Regions from separate parts of the Mus musculus genome. Here region 1 is linked to region 2. A link is a contact called in public HiChIP or PLAC-seq data. All regions are on one chromosome and are shown on one strand. Each heading gives the region's core, a stretch centred on a gene start, on an enhancer-like site or on the middle of the called end of the contact. The rest is flanking DNA. Distances are from core to core; before and after follow the strand shown.

What was found. HiChIP or PLAC-seq counts read pairs in DNA pulled down with a chosen protein or histone mark.
Region 1: an H3K4me3 HiChIP or PLAC-seq map of neural tube shows a contact between it and region 2, with 2.9 times the contacts expected there. The contact joins the promoter of Adam23 here to the promoter of Gpr1 in region 2. A contact is called at or near these places in 4 of 39 promoter capture datasets (the 3T3-L1 cell line, hippocampal neurons and neural stem cells), 8 of 484 Hi-C or Micro-C datasets (the N1E-115 cell line, cerebral cortex, cortical neurons and 2 more), 9 of 115 datasets of contacts at active chromatin or transcription factors (craniofacial prominence, embryonic basal ganglia, embryonic stem cells and 3 more) and 1 of 9 other capture datasets (pancreatic islet).

Annotation. Positions count from the first base shown.
Region 1 is chr1:63,442,359-63,447,317 of GRCm38.p6, reverse strand. Adam23 (a disintegrin and metallopeptidase domain 23) reads right to left here and starts at 1,427. Exons shown (of 26, transcript NM_011780.3): 1 at 906-1,427. The coding sequence starts at 1,107.
Region 2 is chr1:63,211,754-63,217,111 of GRCm38.p6, reverse strand. Gpr1 (G protein-coupled receptor 1) reads left to right here and starts at 2,831. Exons shown (of 3, transcript NM_146250.2): 1 at 2,831-2,948. It also overlaps a transcript of Zdbf2 not described here.

The DNA of each region.
Region 1 (4,959 bases), core at 178-2,677, 230 kb before region 2:
AACTTGGGTCCTGAATTCATGGACACTGAATGTAAAGTGATACTTTCAAATATATTTGTGTGTGTGTGTGTGTGTGTGTGTGTGTGTGTGTGTGTTTATGTGTATTATGTGTGTGTGAATGTAGAAATATATATATGTGTGTGTGTGTATATATATATGTATATACACACACACATATATACATACATATATGAATGATTTCTATTTCTTTCTAACTTTGAGATGAGAAAAAAAACTGTTTTGCCATAAAGGGCTATAGTTGCTGGCAACTTTCCAAATTCTTTCTTTTTTACTGCCAAGGCCAGCTTTCTGCTTTCAGTGACTTCCAATCACCAGTGTGCTCAACATTGTATTATTCTGATTGCTCATTATGACAAGCATTTTGGGAAAACACAGCCAAAGGTCATGCGCAAAGAGTGTCTTGGAGACTTTCATTCTCTGGTCCCCAAATTATGCCTCTCTCACCTTAATTCCAACAGTAGGGACTAAACCTGGTGGGGAATTTGAGGGATCAAGCATTTGTCACTATTATTGCATGCCCCCCACCCCTCCGCATTCATATGAAGGTTCCCCAAGGCAAAAAGCAACTTGCTAGCTCACTGCATCTTCCTGTCACTGGAAGTTACATAGAGAGCGCTAAAGGACTCAGGAGCCACCAAATACCTCTGGGTGGAACCCACAGTCACTGGAATGGGTCTTTAGTGAATGCAACAGAAACGGACTTCCAAAAGTGAACCAGCATGAACCTGGGCTTGGGACGGACAAGGGTGGAGAGGTGGACAGGGAGGCGCTCGAAGGCCAGGCTGGGGACCCACTCGTCCGGGTTACACGCACCTGCGTGCCCTTCTCTCTCCTCCCCAGGGCCCCGCGGGGAAGGCAACGCAAAGGGCACCGGCCATACCCACCGCTGGGCGCAGCGGCCCCCCGGGCACGGGGCCGGGATGAGGTGGCGAGCGCAGGTAGCAGGAGAAGGACGAGGAGCAGGCGGCAGGGCGGCGCGCGGGCCGGCACCGGGCCGGCGGGGCAGCGGCCGGGGCCGCAGGAGGCGCCGGGAAGGCTGCAACCCGTCAGGGTCGGCCGCCGGGAGATGCTGCCGGGCGGCTTCATGGCTCATCGCTCCCGGGCGCCGGTCCGAGTGACCCGCGAGAGAGCCGGGCTGGGCTGCGGGGCGGCTGCGGGCGGAGCCGGTCACGCCGGCTGGGCGCGCATGCTGCGGCCGCGGGCAGGGGTCAGGGGCTGGGGTCTCGGGGACGGCGGCGCGCCGTCCTCTGCTCTTTCCGCCTTTCCGGGAGCGGCCCGCAGAGAGGGGTCCCCGCCGCTCCACCAACTTGGAGCCTCCTCCAGTGGCTGCACCCTCCCAGTGGCGGGCGCGGCCGCACCAGTGACTGCGGGGGTTGCTGCCGGGCCTAAGGATGCTGAGGAGGCGCGCGCAGGAGCGAGCGGCACGGGCACGCGCGGCGCGGGCGCGAGACTCGGGGACGCGCAGCGCGGTACTGCACCCCACCCTCCGGGAGCGCGCCCGAACGGGGTTTCGGGTGCGGATGCTGATGCTCTTGCAGATGCTGATGCTGTAGCCTGCATGGGCCGCGCTGCGCATGCTCGACTGTGGGAGCCCTGGGGGGGGGGGGGGGCAGAGTGATGCAGCATCCCAGGCAGCATCAAAATAGTTGGTGGCACCTCCAAAGACCAGAGGTAGGGGAGAAAGAAGTTTGCAGTCAGGGATGACCCCAAGAGGAAAGTGCAAGGGTTTCCAGGCCTGGGGCAAGCCTGATCTGGCAACAACTTGCCAAGAAAAGCGACCCATCCTCAACACCCACTCCTATACCAACTCTCCAGCGCAAGGAAAACTGAGACTATGCATTTTCCTTCTCAAACCTTTATTTATTTCCTTCCTTCAAATAAAGGGCTGCAGCCAGGGAGGTAAAAATAGCTGTGCTCCTCATAGCAGCGAGTGGGATGACAGTGGGAAGCACTGTGGTGCATCCGCAGGCTGGCGTCTGTGGGCACTGAGCCACTGGGATCCCCTTGCAGGGTCGTGGGTCCTCCCTCCTCGTGCCCATAGGGCTTTGAAGAGAGCTAAATTCAGAAAGTGTGACGGGCCATATTCTGGAATAGAAGAAATACAGAGATTAGAAAGCAACCGTGCAGCTATCTTAGGAAATCTATCGTTTGTCAACCAGCCTTGGGGGTGCGCAGGCATTTCTGAGAACACACTTCTATTTTTGAGATCCAGTCGTATCTTGTGCAGAGAAAGGGGGTATTTTCGCTCAGTGCTGTCAGTTCCCTGGTTTGGGTGGGTTAGCAGCCGCTACTAATTCTGGTGGTTCCTAATTAAAATTTGAGGCCCATTTCTATCACTGGACTCTGGTAACACCAACAGTAACTTATCCACTCTCCCAAGACTGGTCTGAGTAATAACAATGGTGTCTAACTCCATTATTGATATTTAAAATAGAGCTAAGGATATCTACTTGGAAAGGGCTGGGAAGGTTCTAGAAGTGTGTGATTAAAATAACAGTCAAGGCTGTTAGCCACCTTCTGTACCCGAGCTTCACGGAACGAACTTCTGGAGACAGACAAAGATGACAGGCCTGCATGCAGATCTCACACTGCAGAGCGGTTGAGGTGTCAGATATTAATTTTAATCTCTTCTTTCCACATTTGAGCATGAGTATTTATTGGACACATGGATTTAATTAATTAACCAATGTTCGTTCGCATGCACACACACACACACACACTCTCTATGCGAGCAGCAACAGTTTTCATTCACATTGTAACGCTAGGTCCTAACATGCTATCTAAGGACCAGGGAAATCTCTTGGATAATACATGGCCAATGAGTAAGCCAGGAGATTGTCTATAATATACATCCTGAAAAGGGGGTACGGAGACCTCGTAGTGCATGAGGTTAGTGACTTTCCTACTTGCTATCCTTGGCTCTCCATATGCAAATCATTTTTCCCTATCAAAACATGGCAAAAACAGGTGCTGGGGGTGTAGTGTTTACCTATCATGTAAAGGCCCTGAGCACTCCATTCCAGCATCACACAAAAAACTATCTCTCTCTGTGTGTTTGTCTCTCTGTCTGTCTCTGTCCGTCTGTCTGTCTCTCTCTCTCTTTCTTCCCCACCCTCTGTGTGTGTGTGTGTGTGTGTGTGTGTGTGTGTGTGTGTACATGCACTTGCACTCAAGCACACATGAATGTCTGCTATGGCACATGAGGATGTCAAAAGACAACTATATGGAGCGACCCATGGCGCTGGCCACATATGTGGCAGAGGATGGTCTTGTTGGACATCAGTGGGAGGAGAGGCCCTCGAGCCTGAGGATGCTTGATGCCCCAGTGTAGGGGAATGAGAAGGTGGATGTAGGGGAGGTGGGAGGATGGCATTGGGTGGGTGAGGGAGCACCCTCATAGAGGCAGGGGGAGGGAGATAGGGGGTTTCTGAAGGGAAGACCTGGAAAGGGAAAAACATTTGAAATGTAAATAAAGAAAATATCCAAGAAAAGAAAAAGAAAAAGAAAAAAAAAAAAGAAAGTGTTGACTAGACAGAGAGTCAATACATATATTGAACCTAACAATGTGTTCATCATGTAATCAAAAGGACAAATGAGTTAAATCCTTAGGACCTGTATTTAAAAAGCCAGGAACAAAGATAATAATGTAATCCAATGATGAAAAGGTGTAGTCAGGTAGACCTCAGACAGAGTTTAGCTAACTTGGCAAATTCCAGCCAGTAATAGAGTCTTGTAACATAAAGAAAGAAAGAAAGAAAGAAAGAAAGAAAGAGAGAGAGAGAGAGAGAGAGAGAGAGGAGGGAGGGAGGGGGGAGGGAGGGAGGGAGGGAGGGAGGGAGGGAGGGAAGGAGGGAGGGAGGGAGGGAGGGAGGGAGAGAAGGAAGGAAGGAAGGAAGGAAGGAAGAAAGAAAGAAAGAAAGAAAGAAAGAAAGAAAGAAAGAAAGAAAGAAAGAAAGAAGGAAGGAAGGAAGGAAGGAAGGAAGGAAGGAAGGAAGGAAGGAAGGAAGCTGGGCGTGGAGGCACATGCCTTTAATCCCAGCACTTGAGAGGCAGAGGCAGGCAGATTTCTGAGTTTGAGGCCAGCCTGGTCTACGGAGTGAGTTCCAGGATAGCCAGGGCTACACAGAGAAACCCTGTCTCGAAAAAAAAAACAAAAACAAAAAACAAAAAAAAAAGAAAGAAAGAAAGAAAGAAAGAAAGAAAGAAAGAAAGAAAGAAAGAAAGAAGAAAAAAAGAGAACAAAATAGAATACAAGGTAGATTAAAAACAAAACAAAACAACAACAACAAGAAAAACTATTTGTGCTGAGTCAGGCATGGTGGGGACAGAATGACACAGTTCCTGCCCCTGGGATAGGGCCATCAGATGTGGGCCTCCAAGAGTGTAGACTGTCCTGGGCATAAGGCTTGTTTGTTTAGTAATGTATATACTTTACATTTTTCCTTGGAGGAATATCCTCCCTGTTAACGTTAATGACTCCATGATAATCAGAGACTGCAAGAGCCCAGGAGGCAAAGGTGTGGCTAATCTCTCAGCAAAATGGTAAACGCTGGGACCTTCAGGACAGCCCTTAAGGCTGGGGAAAAGAACTCTAAAAACATGAGTTCGAAAATATATAATTTTTCAACTATGCAAAATATAAGGATGCAATATGAATTATGAGGGGCTTCGGGAATCTAAAGGAACAGAGGTAGCTACACTATGAGCCAGCTTGCCAGAAAGATACAAAGGCAGGCAGATTCCTGAGTTCAAAGTCAGCCTGGGACACACTGTTGTCCCGGCCAGGGTGTGGTAGAAGTGGTAATTTCAGGGCAGGGTCCCATCTAGCTAGGTCTCCTCACTGTTTAACTGAGGCTGGCAGATCTCTGAATTCTTTTGCAGTGTTAAAAGAAATGTGTGCTTCCTGTTTCCTAAGAATTAAGGGGCTGGGGCCAACTG
Region 2 (5,358 bases), core at 1,582-4,081:
TTTCTGAAAACATCTTCCAGGAGGCCAGGAACCCAGAGGGCAGTTCTGGTCCCTCGTTTCTTCCCGTAAGGCTCTGAGTGAACCTGTGAGGGATTCTGAGGCGTCCACTGGTCCAGGGGGCCAGGTAGACAGACTAGTCCAACCCCTCTCCACACCTCACTCACCCATTACCGGCCTAAGTCCTTTTAAAAGCCTCAGACTAAGTTCAAACTGTTTCCCATTTTCAGGGACCAGTCCCTGCTAGAGTGAGCTCTGCTTTCTCTTAACCTTCCCCCTACTAATCACTCTGACTCCTGAACTAAAGCCCATCTGAGTTGAGAGAAAGGCCTCCATCAAACTTAAAGACACCACATCACCAGCACTGGGAAGACAGAGATAACCCCTGTAGATAGCTCAATCTGTGAGCCCCAGGTTCAGGAAGAGACCTGGCTTTAAAATAAAATGGAAGCCGGACGGTGGTGGTGCACACCTTTAATCCCAGCACTTGGGAGGCAGAGGCAGGCGGATTTCTGAGTTCGAGGCCAGCCTGGTCTACAAAGTGAGTTCCAGGACAGCCAGGGCTATTCAGAGAAACCCTGTCTCAAAAATAAATAAATAAAATAAAATGGAGGCTGGGCATGGTGCTGTACACCTTTAATCCCAGCAGTGGGTAGACAGAGGTCAATGAATCTGTGAGTTCAAGGCCATCCTTGTCTACAGAGTGAGCTCCAAGCCAGCCAAGGCTACTATAGAGAGACCCTGAAATGATCGTGACCATCGCACGGCTTCAGAAGGACCACACCAGGTCAAATAATCCCACAGGAGGTTTACTGGGAGACAGAGGGGCAAGGTAGCAGTGGAAAGAGAATGGGGAAAAAGAGGGGGGGGAGGGGAGGGGAGGGGAGGGACCGGGAGGCCTTTCTTTTGATATATAGATGATGACGTAATCACACAGGTAAAGGTGGACGGTGATCCAAGTGGGTTCTGGAAATATGGTGGCTGTTGCCTTGGCAACAGGTGTGCAGGATCCACCTATATGATGTCATGGGTTTCAGAGGTCCTGATACCAACAGACCCTGTCTCAAAAACCAAAATTAATGAACAAATGAGGGCTGGGAAGATAGCTCAGTGGTCAAGCATTTGCTGTGCACATAGTAGGACCCAGCATCCACATTAAGCTAGGAGGGTGTAGGGGGCCCATCTGTGCTCATCATGTACCAGAGCCAGAGAACTGCTAATTCCTGGAGCAAGTAGCTAGCCAGAGTAGCCAAAAAGGCATAGAGACCTTGCCTCAAAATAAAAGGTAGAAAGCAATCAACGAAAGCACCTAACATCAACCTTGGGCCTCTCATGTACTCTCATGCACACATCCAGGCCATGTACAACACACACATATGCAGAAGAAAAAAAAATCAATGGCAGCTGTGGAATATCACCACACACTAGCTAGCTCCGTACCTAGGGGGATAAAGCAGGATCACTGCAAACTCAAAGCTAGCCTGGGCTACACAAGAGGTTTCAAAAAAACCTGACTGATATAGATGGATGGATAATAGATAGGCAGATAGGGACTGGAGAGATGGCTCAGCGGTTAAGAGCACTGACTGCTCTTCCAAAGGTCCTGAGTTCAAATCCCAGCAACCACATGGTGGCTCACAACCATCTATAACAAGTTCTGATTCCCTCCCTCTTCTGGAGTGTAGACAGCTACAGTGTACTTACATATAATAAATAAATAAATCTTTAAAAAAATAGATAGGCAGATAGATGCATACATACATACATACATACATACATACATACATACATGTAGAATTAAAGCTCAGAGTGACCACATCAATAGTGTAGAATTTAAACAATAAAAGTGCTGATGTGTGACAAGAGCAGAAGGCTTTCTGGGTCCTGCTTTCAGTAGAGTGTGCTGAGGGTGGACGGCTTCTGATACTTCTCTGACACGTGACTGCTCCATAGCTAAGCTCCTGGGGCTTGTTTTGTGAACTTCATCACCCTTTACAGTGTGTTCAGGTTTTACGAGGGGAACATTGGGGATATGCCTTTCCTGTTTTTATAAACCAAGGTGGGTCTCCAATTCCGGGTCATCTTCCCTCAAGAACTGAAATTACAGGCTTGTTTGTGTTAAACTCTGTTGTTTTCGTACTCTGAAGAATTCAGCAGGAAGAGCGTCGGGGAAGGATGCAGGGTGGAGACAGCAAACTGCTATCCAAGAGTGAGCAGGGTAGGACAGAGACGTGCCTGAGGGCAATGTCTTGTCGAAAAATGAGAGCTGTCACAATTAGCCACCACCTACTGCATCCTCACAGGGACTCTAGCCTGGTGTACCCAGACAAGCTAATTCGTTTCATGAGGAATCAATAATCTAAGTGGCCATTAAAGCTGTCTTGATTTTTTTAATGTTGGGAGTAAATTCAAATTGTAAAAACTACAGTGTAACTAGAATGCAGCGGCTGTGACATGTCCCCAGGCTGCCAATTTTCCCAATGAGAAATGCTCAACCTGCTAAACTAGCCCCACCAGAGGCTGAGCAAATGTGCTTCATTCGAGTCCTTCTTTCCTAAAACGTTATGTTTTGGAAAACTCCAGATACGCTGACATCATATTTATAATTATGAGCGTTTAATGAGAAAAGTAGCATCATTTGAGTAGGTAGTTGGGAAGGGCCTGACTTTCTGAAACAAGGCCAGGGATACTGTCACCTAACTGGAGTATAACAGATTTTTTTAGCTACAGGCAAAACACATTTTCTTTCCCAGGGCAGTTGAGTTAGAAGATTAGCCTCCCTTGCTTACTAAGAGAGGAAATACTTCTTCCTCTACTCAGGGCAGCTGTAACCAGTTCTCCCAGAGAAATCATTAAACCTGAAGGATCCTAGCACAGAGCCCAGAAGACGTGGCCGCCCTTCTTCCAGTCTCCCAGCTTCCCCGCTGATTCAGCGCAGGCACCTTTCGGGGGTAAGTGTTTGTTTGCTCGTTCCCCCCACCCCCACGCCAAAGCTTCACCCAATCCTCCCTACCACTCCCAGGCAAGTGAGTCAGACAGACCGTAGGTAAGAAAATCAATGTAAATCCTTTTATCTAGATCTCATTTGAATTGGCATTTGGCTTATTGTGAAGGCTTATTCAAATTAGAGAGAAAATAGAAGCTGCTCCCTACATTTCCGAAGGGAATCAGAGCCTGGTGTGTCTCGGAGAAAAAGATGGAGAGGTTGTCTTCTAGCCACCACCCTCCCCCCTACCCCCACCCCACCCCACCCCGCCATCCTCCAGGCTCGGTTCCTCTAGGGAATAATGAAAATTAAAAGCAAGAATTTAGACAAGGCTTTGTCCTAGGTGGCCTTTAAGAATTCTTGGTTTAACTGGAATAAAAATGACGCTATAAGGCAGGGCTGCATGGCTTCCCCACGCAAACCCCTAGGGCCACTAGATCTGTGTCTGTGACTCCATTTCCATCATGGGAAGATTTGCACGCTTCCAGCCTCACCGTGCAATCAAATAAAGACCCGAACCCTCATCCAGCCCTGTTTGCCACGAAGCAGTGGATCCATGAAAGGGTCCTTACATATGCGGTCGTTAGCACCCTGAATAACCGGAAAGAACGAAAAGGTGAGTCCCTTACTCACAATCAACTCCTTTGTGAGAAAATGCCCCTTAGACTGTTTTTCTTTTTTCTTTCAAACAACTACAGTATAGTTCGGTTTGATCACAAACAAAAATTAACATGACCGCCACTTATATTCTCCCAAACATCTATTTCTGAAGCTATCATCAGTACTTGGGAATTTAGAACAAGTAAGCTGCCATTTTAACATCAGGCAAGGAAAGGAAAGAGTCATGACATCCTTGATCATATAAAAAAGATGGAAACTAAGTTGCTAACCCCAATATTTTCCTAGTAGGACATGGGGTAGGAAGAAGAAAATGCCCACTTAAAATCACTGCATTCAATTACTACAAATGCACTTTTTAAAAAGATTTATTTATTTATTTTTATATATATGAGTGCTCTCTCTGCATGTACACCTGCATGCCAAAAGAGGGCATCAGATCACATTAAGGATGGTTGTGAGCCACTGTGTGGTTGCTGGGAACTGAACTCAGGACCTTAGGAAAAGCAACCAGTGAGCTGAGCCATCTCTCCAGCCCCCAAATACACATTTTAAAAAGTATAATATATTCTAATTATCTAAAAGTAAACTTTAAGCATCAATGGAAAAAAAGTTATGTTTATGGGGGGGTCCTCATACCCAAAATAAGAAGATAGGGGTGTTATAGTGTCCCTGAGCCCAGTTGTCCCTAAAGGAAGGTAAGCATACACATATTCCCATGAGACATTCCTTTAACTGCTCTAGCAGATCTTGAAAGTAGTGAAACTGCCCTGAAATCCTTCTGTCTGGTAGAAGCTATTGCTGCCCCTTCCTTCCTCCTACTCAATCAGTTTCATAAGCATCTTTCCAGCAAGGAGAGACACACCCTGACAGGTAAGTCGTTTAAAAGAATGATTCTAGAAATCAGGGTGTTTAGGAATAAACCCCAAAACCCTAGCACTATCAGTAGAAGCTCTCTCTCTCTTTATAAACATTTATCTATTTCTCTCTCTCTCTCTCTCTCTCTCTCTCTCTCTCTCTGTGTGTGTGTGTGTGTGTGTGTGTGTGTGTGGGTGTGTGTGTGACACTGTACACATAGATGGCAGAGGACAACTTCTCTCTCTCTCTCTCTCTCTCTCTCTCTCTATGTGTGTGTGTGTGTGTGTGTGTGTGACACTGTACACGTAGATGGCAGAGGACAACTCTGGATTCAGTTCTCTCCTTCCACCACCTCGGTTCAGAGAATAAAACTCAAATCATGAGCTTGGAGACAAATGCCCTTAACTACTTGCTAAGCCATCTCAACGGACCCAAAGAGGCTCTCCTAACAGATCTCCAGTACATAGACTTACCAATCTAAGCAGTGTCCCAGACAGCCTACAGCATGGCCACTGCAGGATTAATATTCAAGGGTGAAAGGTCTCTAGTACATTTAAACAAGTCAGAGGGGATATTCAAAGCAGGATACAGTGGCACATACCTACTCGAGAGGCCAAGACAAGACAATCATTTGAGGCCAGCCCAGGTAGTAGACTGAGAGAAAACATGAAAGGTGCTTTTCAAACATAACTAACTACAGAGCTTACTAAAGATAGATTTTGTTGTTGTTGTTGTTTTGCTTCATTTTGCTATTTACCATACCAATTTAATTCACTGTATCTTGGGCTAATTTAAAAGCTAAACTAGCATATCTCTACACTCCTGCTTTAGGTGGTAACTAGTATACATTCTGGGTTTCACTGTGTATTGTGTGTAAATTATGCTTGGCATATAGTATA